Linked DNA regions of Mus musculus: region 2 is linked to region 1. A link is a contact called in public ChIA-PET data. All regions are on one chromosome and are shown on one strand. Each heading gives the region's core, a stretch centred on a gene start, on an enhancer-like site or on the middle of the called end of the contact. The rest is flanking DNA. Distances are from core to core; before and after follow the strand shown.

Region 1 (3,983 bases), core at 497-2,996:
GAAAGGGAAGCAGAGGACATCGTGCAGATAGGATGAATTCGGATCCTTTCAGACAAAATGTGTCAGAACATTTCTATCTTTCTTTTTTAATGCTGACTAATTTGAATTGGCAATGCCTTCTTTCAGTGGGGTTAGATTCCTCTCTCCTATCCTAAATTCCGGACACCAATTTCCTCTCCGCCAACATCCTAAAGAGTATCAATTTCTTGGCCATCTTGCTTGAATATTTCATAGAGAAACAAATACATTCTTTAATTTTGTTACCTAATTTTTAAAATTACCCTGTTTTTTTTTAAATAAAATATCTTGGTAATCTTTTGACGTGTATTCATAAAGAGTATTGCCATTTTATGGCGACAGCATATTTCATTGTATAGGATGCCCATAATTTACTTAACTACTTCCCTGTTGACAAATATTTGCATTGTTTCAAATCTTCTGCTCTTACTGTAACACTGTGAGCATTTCAATCACTCTAGATAAATAAGTCTATAGAATAAATTCTGACAATGGCGTTCATGAGGTGAAGTATTCAAGATATACACAATTTTAAAGGCTGATTCCAAATAACTGTTCGTGAAGTTATACAAGTTTATTACCCCACTGGTAATGTCTGAGAACACCAATCTCCTCATATCTGTTCACATTTGACTTCCTTCTCACCATGCAACAGTGGTGCCCGACTTCAGGGTCCCAACTCTTTGGGAGTCAAATGACCCTTTCACAGGGTTCACCCTAGACACCAGAATATTTACACTATGAGATCTATACCACAATTCATAAAAGTGGCAAAATTACAATTATGAAACAGCAACAGAAATAATTTTATGGCTGGGGTCACTACAACCTGAGGAACCGTATTAAAGGGTCACAGCATCAGGAAGGTTGAGAACTGCTACCCTGCAACAGTAAAAATGACTATCTGGAGCAATTTGATTCCTAACTACAGCCGTATAAAGCTAGCTATCTCTTAATGTGTTTAACAAGGACATCCTCTTTTCTGTGGATTTTATTTTATTTTACACATTTTTCGCATTGGACTTGTGGCCTTTTTCCTATTAACTTATGAGAAAGTTCTATACATAAAGAAGATGAGACCTTGTTCACTAAACTGCAAATGTTTTCCGACTTCATATTTAATTTATGACTTTGTAATGGTACTTTAAAAAAAGGTGTTCTCTCTCTCTCTCTCTCTCTCTCTCTCTCTCTCTCTCTGTGTGTGTGTGTGTGTGTGTGTGTGTGTGTGTGTGTGTGTGTGTGTGTGTGTGTGTTGGTATGTTTATGTGGATGCCTGCAAGTGTCCACAGAAGCCAGAAGAGGTTGTCAGATCCCCTGCAATTGAAGTACAGGAGGTTGTAAGCCCACTGATGTGGATGCTGGACCTCTGCAAGAGCAGGCAAATACTGAACTGCTGAGCCATCTCTCCAGCCCCTATGTAGCTTCCTGCATTGCAGGAAACCGTATCCTCTGCTCACTTTCTGAAGCATCACACTGAATTGAGGTGAAAGAAGCTGAACCTTATTAGAAATGAGGAATGGGGCACAGCCAAGGAGGAACCACACCCTTCATGGTTTCTTCTTTCATTCGACACCATCACTACGTTCTGGTACTAATGCTGCCACAGAGCTCAGCCCGCTGACTAGACAAAAATCATCTCTCATGACATCAGCCACCACAGTCCAAAGGAAGACAGACTTCCTGGCTGAATCAGAGAGAAATTGATGCTCTGAGGTCTCCAAAGAATGCAGTGACCACAACAGATTTCCTTATTCTGAAGCTACCTCCTCAGACCATCCAATTATAAGAGTCCAAAGAATCAGCCTGCAGATGACTTGGTAACTGAATGAGCAAAGAAAAGAAAGAAGGGGGGAAATGACTAATGGAAATCACACTGCAAGCAAGGGGTGTGCCACACAGGACCCAAATTGCCGGCAGCAGATAAGCAAGTAACCTTGGAACCTTTCTCGAATGAGGGAGGAGGGAGCCCTTTTCAGAGGATCACATATCAAACGCAATACAGAGGCAGTGGTGGGAGGGATGATACTTCTGTTGTTATTGTTGTTGTTGTTGTTGTTAACATTTGTTTATTATTACATGTAAGTACACTGTAGCTGTCTTCAGACGCACCAGAAGAGGGCGTCAGATCTCATTACGGATGGTTGTGAGCCACCACGTGGTTGCTGGGATTTGAACTCAGGACCTTTGGAAGAGTAGTTAGTGCTCTTAACTGCTGAGCCATCTCTCCAGCCCCACGATACTTCTTTTAAGGGTTTAGGAAGAAAACTAAGCAGTTCTATAACAATACCAAGAAAATGGGCCAAGACTGTTTGCAAAAAGAATGTTTCCTGCATTTCTCAGCCCGATCTGTGGCGGTTTCGGAAAGCCACCAGCATTCTGTCTCATCTGAACCAATTCTGCTCCTGCCTTGTAGGATCCTGGGAGCCTTACCCTTGTTCACCACCTAGTCCAGTCCTCTACAGTCTATCGGCTCTCTGTGTGCTTCCTTTTTCTCCGACTGGCCTCTCTATATATAACTTTTGCGCTGGACCCTGGCAGCGCAGTCCCAAAACCTGGCAGAGCAATCTTCCCCATGCCTTGGCTTCCTGACCCACGTTCGGGCGCCTGTTCCTCCTGGAACACTGCCCTGAACTTCAGCCTCCTTGGCAAGGGCACCAGCAGCCCTGCCAGCATCCTGTTCCTCTCGGAGACAGGACAGAGTTCTTTTCCAACCCGGATGGTACTCCAGGCTCCTCTATGGTCACTCTTCTCTTCCTGAGCACCAACTGAATATTTCCATTTGCCATTGTTCCATCCGGTCCTAGTATAGATCTCCCTCCCTCTCCTACGTGGGAACTCACAGATACCTGTGTCAGCAAAATCAAGTCCCGATTCATCACACACCAACTCCACCCACTTTCAACCGTAAGTGTGTTTATTAAAAACAAGAAAATCGGAGGTCCAAAAACTCCAGGTTTGATTAATCCTGCAGCCCGCGGTTGTCATGAAGGATCTGAGACTTCTCTCTTGGCTCTGCTAAATGTGCTGCCTACTTTTCAGAGAGCTGCATAGCAGCGGACCTGATTGGGTTGGGAAAGTCTCCCCGGCACCCTAGGAACAATCGATTCATCCACTAGGAGATACTGGCCAGCCAGCTGCTGAGCTACTCATGGTGTGAGGGAATTTTGACTAGCATCCTGGCAGTATAATATCTAGAGACAGAAAGACATTTCTTGGAACGTCTGTTTTGGAGAGAGAGAGAGAGAGAGAGAGAGAGAGAGAGAGAGAGAGAGAGAGAGAGAGAGAGAGAGAGAGAGAGATTGAGATTTTTCTAGAAGCATCACAGCCCACCACATCCCCCTGCCATCTTGTCCTGGTTGTGTCCCGGTGTTAATGTTCTAGCCAAGACTGCCAAATGGATAGAATGACAGGTCCCCTGAAGAACATGAACAACTGCTGCCTCACTGTTTGTTGTGTGTTCTTTTAGGTGGGAGATAGCTGTACTGGCTGGTTTTGTGTGTCAGCTTGACACAAGCTGGCATTATCACAGAGAAAAGAGGAAATGCCTTCATGAGATCCAGCTGTAAGGCATTTTCTCAGTTGGTGATCAAGGGGGGGGGGGGGAGCGTCCATTGTGGGTGGTGCCATCCCCAGGATGATAGTCTTGGGTTCTATAAGAAAGCAAGCTGAGCAAGCCAGAGGAAGCAAGCCAGTAAGTAACATCCCTCCATGGTCTCTGCATCAGTTCCTGCTTTCTGACCTGCTTGAGTTCCAGTCCTGACTTCCTTTGGTGATGAACAGCAGTATGGAAGTGTAAGCCAAATAAACCCTTTCCTCCCCAACTTGCTTCTTGGTTGTGATGTTTGTGCAGGAACAGAAACCCTGACTAAGACACTAGTCTTTCTGCTTGGACCTCTCTGGAGGATTCAGTGTGTTTCTGAACTGAGTAGGCTATGCCACTGAGCTCATTTGTAACGTGACTGTGA
Region 2 (3,983 bases), core at 804-3,303, 91 kb before region 1:
CATGCAAAAAGGCTAAGTGTGGCCGCATGCTCTTATAATCGAGCACTGGAGAGGCAGAGACAGGTGGACCCCGGGGGTTCTCTGGCCAGGAGGCCTAGTCTAACTGGTGAGCTCCAGGGCAGTGAGAGACCTTGTATTAAAATGAAGTGGGCGGCCTTCCTGAGGAGCAACACCCAGGATGGTTCTCTGGCCTCTGCATGCATACATGATATACACAGGTATACTTGCATTAATAAAAAATAAAAATAAGTTAAAGTAGGGTGTCTCAAAGCCTTGCGCCTCCACTGACAAACAAGGAGACAGAGGCCTACTCTCCAATATCCTAGCTGGTGAGAGAGAAACAGTAGATAGAACAGTCAGTCCACTCTTTCAATGTGCAGTAGGAAACCTTGGCCCGAGGGCTCAAATTCTCTGAGGTCAGGAGACGAAGCCTATGTAAGAGGAAGAACATGATTTCTGAACTCATGGCACTGACCAAAACCAGCAAGTTCCAGCCATGCCTCTGTTACCTACCCTTCCATTCTTCAAGTCTTTGAAAGTCCTCACCCTCAGGCTTGCTCCTCTCCGCTCAAACATTTCCAGAAAAGCCTCTTTCAGAACAACCAATCTCAGGCGTTTCCCCTTCAGTTTTACTATTCAACTTTTTTTGATATCATGCTATTTTATATACAACTCGATTTGATGAGTTTCTTTGTGTTTTTTGTTTGTTTGTTTGTTTTTGTTTGTTTGTACATAAGGGACTCTGGGATCGCAGTATAGCATCAATAAATATTTGCCAATTATACATGAGGCCAACACAGGTAGATTTTAATTGTTTTGTAAACAGAACCCAAGGTTTATTCAAGTTATGATAGCTATTGGTTTGCTCAACTTACCCAACTGATCCGATCTAAGTCCTGCCCATGAGTACTTTTGTCCCACTGAGGGATTATAAGACTCTGACAAATAGGACTTTTTCCACAGGAAGTTTCTCTGGTATTCACTCAGCCCCTATAATGAAAAGTGCAATTTGAGCACAGTGTAGTGAAGAGGTGTTTTAGCATCAGAAAGAAAAACAAAAACAAAAAAACCTCAACCTCTGAAGAGTGTTCTTGAAAGGCCCAAGAATGAGAATTAAACCCCAGTCAAGCTCCTTAATAATAGCTAATATTTACCCAGCCCTGGGCTAAGTAGCCCCTTAATCCTCACAACCACCCGAGCCAGACAAGCCGGAGTCCCTCAATGAGGCTGCGCTATAACTGGTTCTCTGATTCCAAAGTGTGGTAACAAACCTAAGTCCTCACTAGAGGTTTATCCTAAATTCATCGAGTGCATAATGTTATGGCTTTTAATAAAAGGCAATTAGAGAAAGACGTGTTCCCCTCCCACTCTGTCTGGCAAGCACTTTAGAATTAAAGAGTCCGGGATTACAGAAACACTGTGGCCACCTGTTGCGTGGAAAGGCGTTAGACACAGACAGCTATCTGGAACTGTGAGCAAAACCTAAAGCAAACGTGCAACTAGCAGGCTGCACACCTACCCACGCTCTCCTTTTACTGGGGCCCGCTTCCCAAGCGTTTAAAAGACCCGCGCGCTTTAAAGTTTTGCAGGAAAGGAGCTGAATGCTATCGGCAAGAGGAACCACAGGTGTCCTACACCGACAGCAGCCTTTCGTCCCACTGTCAAGGGCCCTCCTTCCGCCTCCGCTCCTGGCGACCCCAGACTGACGCCGTCAGGCCCCCATCGAACTCTCCCCACCCGCCCCTCCGCGCTGGGCCACCGGCCGGAGCATCCTCCGCCCCGCACAGGCTCCGGCCAGGAGGCTCGGTACGGCACAGGCGCGTCACGCACCCACCCCGCGGCGTCCCCGCCACCCGCCGCCCAGCCCCCGGCCTCACCTTGAAGCGCACCGGCATGTCGCCCTGCGCTGCGGAGCCTGCCCCGCCGACAGTTAACGGGAGCAAAAGCCCCGAGGGGGCGGGACGACGCGACAACACTGGTTCCCTAGCAAGATCCTGGACCCGGCGTCCCCGACGACGCGCCGGCGCACTCCGCGCCGCCCTCCCGCCCCGCCTCTCGGCCTTGCTCCGCCCATTTTGAGGCCTAAAGACCAATGGCAGCCCTCACCGTCATTACGATTAGACCAACCAGCACTCGTAAGGGCACGGCCCCGCTCCCTAATGGCGGGCGAAGAGCTGGCCAATGAGGATACCGGAGCTGCGGTGGGCGGAGCCCGCGGGAGCTTTGTTCAGGAGGCTGCAGGCAGAGTCCCCGCAGTGCGCGCACCGCAGCCTGTCTGTGTAGTGTGGCCGGGCTCGGCAAGAGCCTACCTCACTGGTTCCAGCTCCCTGACATCACAGAACGTGAAAGTGTGCCTGGCATTCCAGAATGCACGACAGAACCCACAGTCTCTTTGTCCATAAAGGAAATTGCCCCTAGAGTACCCGGCTGAAAAGAAGTTGCTAAGGAGAGAAGCGTTACACGAGCCTTGGGTCAAAAAGGATAGGTCCAAAAATACATACGACCTAGGATGATTCAAGTAAAGTTTATTAAGACCGCAAAGCCAACTCATCCTTTTTAAAAATAAAATTCCCTCTGTACACCAGGCTGGCCTGGAACTCAAAGATATCTACCTGGCTCTGTCTCCATAGTGCTGGGATTAAAGGCATGCACCACCAGTCCCAACATTGGGCAGGCAGAGCCAGGGAGATCTCTGCCTGGTCTACAGAGTGAGTTCCAGTATCGGGCTACACAGAAAAACTCGGTCTTGAAAGAATAAATAAAAATAAAATTCCATTTGACTTTTATAGGTTATTGCCCATCGTGAAACACTGCTAATTCTGAAAGTCCAGAAAAAAAATTACCCAGACATGCTAAATACATTATTTAGTCGATCATAATATACTATGTCCTGGGCTCGCTTTCCAAGTGAGAGGCATGAATGGGAAGTTTGAAGCAGAGTGGTCCCTGAGGGTAGAGATGATTAGAAGAGGCTCAGGGGTAATTTTCAGACTTGGCCTTGAAAATTACAACTGCAAGAAGAGGAAGATAAGATGATCAAGGCAGACATATGTCTGGAGAGAAGGTTGCCGGGGTTCTTCTAGGAATAATGAATTTACCTTTGTCCTGTGTTGGGATGTTCCCATCAACCCTTCCCAGTCCCTTCAAGTGCTTCCTGCAGACTCCTCTTCTTGGCTCCTAATTGATGTCTCCGATCTTCTTCATTATCATGGAGATAATTTAAAAATTCATTTGAAGAAGCCACCTGATATCTAAAACAGAGAGAATATTAAATAAGACCCTGTGCTGCCATGCATCCAGGAGACCTTTCGTTAATGTTAATCGGTGAGGACAGAACCCCAGTCCTGTGAATTAAAAATGACACAGGCAAGACACAGTGGAACATGAAATGAAACCCCCTGCAGGAAGCCAGCCAGGACCTTACAGGATAGGACAGAGCCGGTTCTGATTGTACACAAAGCTTTGTCACCACACAGTCTCAGGGGAAGTAGGTAGAAGAACATAGCCTGTCTGCTTAAAAAGGAACAAAGGCGATTGGGATAAAGCTCTGCTGGGCAGGGAATCAATGACAAGAAACGCATGTGGCCGTTGGTAAAGATGACTTGGTGACACCCAGCTTTGCTAGAGATGTATTGCAGGGACTCAAGGGAGAAATGTTTACTTTGTCACGGTTAAGCAAAAATCAACTCCCCCCACCCCCCACCCTGGGGAAATGAATCAAAGATATGGAATAAAAAAAAAAGGTTTGAACACTGAATAAATTATGTAGTCTCTGTGTTACCAACAACTCTTGCCAAAAAAAAAACCACAAGGATGGAGTGGATTCCAAAATCCCACACACATTTTTCAAGATTCAATGTGAACTGCCTCACTGGCATGTACAGCCATGCACAGTATGCCCAGCAGCATCACAGAGACTCTCTCCAACAGCCATATATCTATAGATGTGTTATTACTGCCGGCTACAACCATGGTAGCTGGCT

What was found. ChIA-PET counts read pairs in DNA pulled down with a chosen protein or histone mark.
Region 2: a contact with region 1 is called in an RNA polymerase II ChIA-PET map of memory CD8 T cells, with 71 read pairs. The contact joins the promoter of Mdm1 here to the enhancer-like site in region 1. A contact is called at or near these places in 2 of 39 promoter capture datasets (HPC-7-derived erythroid cells and neutrophils), 1 of 15 datasets of contacts at CTCF or cohesin (the NIH/3T3 cell line), 6 of 484 Hi-C or Micro-C datasets (B cells, the BV-2 cell line, the N1E-115 cell line and 3 more), 6 of 115 datasets of contacts at active chromatin or transcription factors (bone marrow-derived macrophages, effector CD8 T cells, embryonic stem cells and 1 more) and 4 of 9 other capture datasets (adipose tissue, embryonic stem cells, liver and 1 more).

The regions. Positions count from the first base shown.
Region 1 is chr10:118,048,169-118,052,151 of GRCm38.p6, reverse strand. All of the region lies in intron 1 of Gm32663 (a long non-coding RNA gene), which reads right to left. Among named protein-coding and RNA genes, the nearest start is that of Gm32663, 37 kb to the right of the region's middle. Within about 2 kb of position 1,746, at least 96 of the 459 cell types and tissues checked have an H3K27ac peak or open chromatin away from gene starts, as enhancers often do. A contact at or near this core is called in Th1 cells, adipose tissue, bone marrow-derived macrophages and 3 more, where this site is marked.
Region 2 is chr10:118,139,857-118,143,839 of GRCm38.p6, reverse strand. It overlaps Mdm1 (transformed mouse 3T3 cell double minute 1), which reads right to left and starts at 2,053. Exons shown (of 14, transcript NM_148922.3): 1 at 1,878-2,053; 2 at 876-990. The coding sequence starts at 1,895.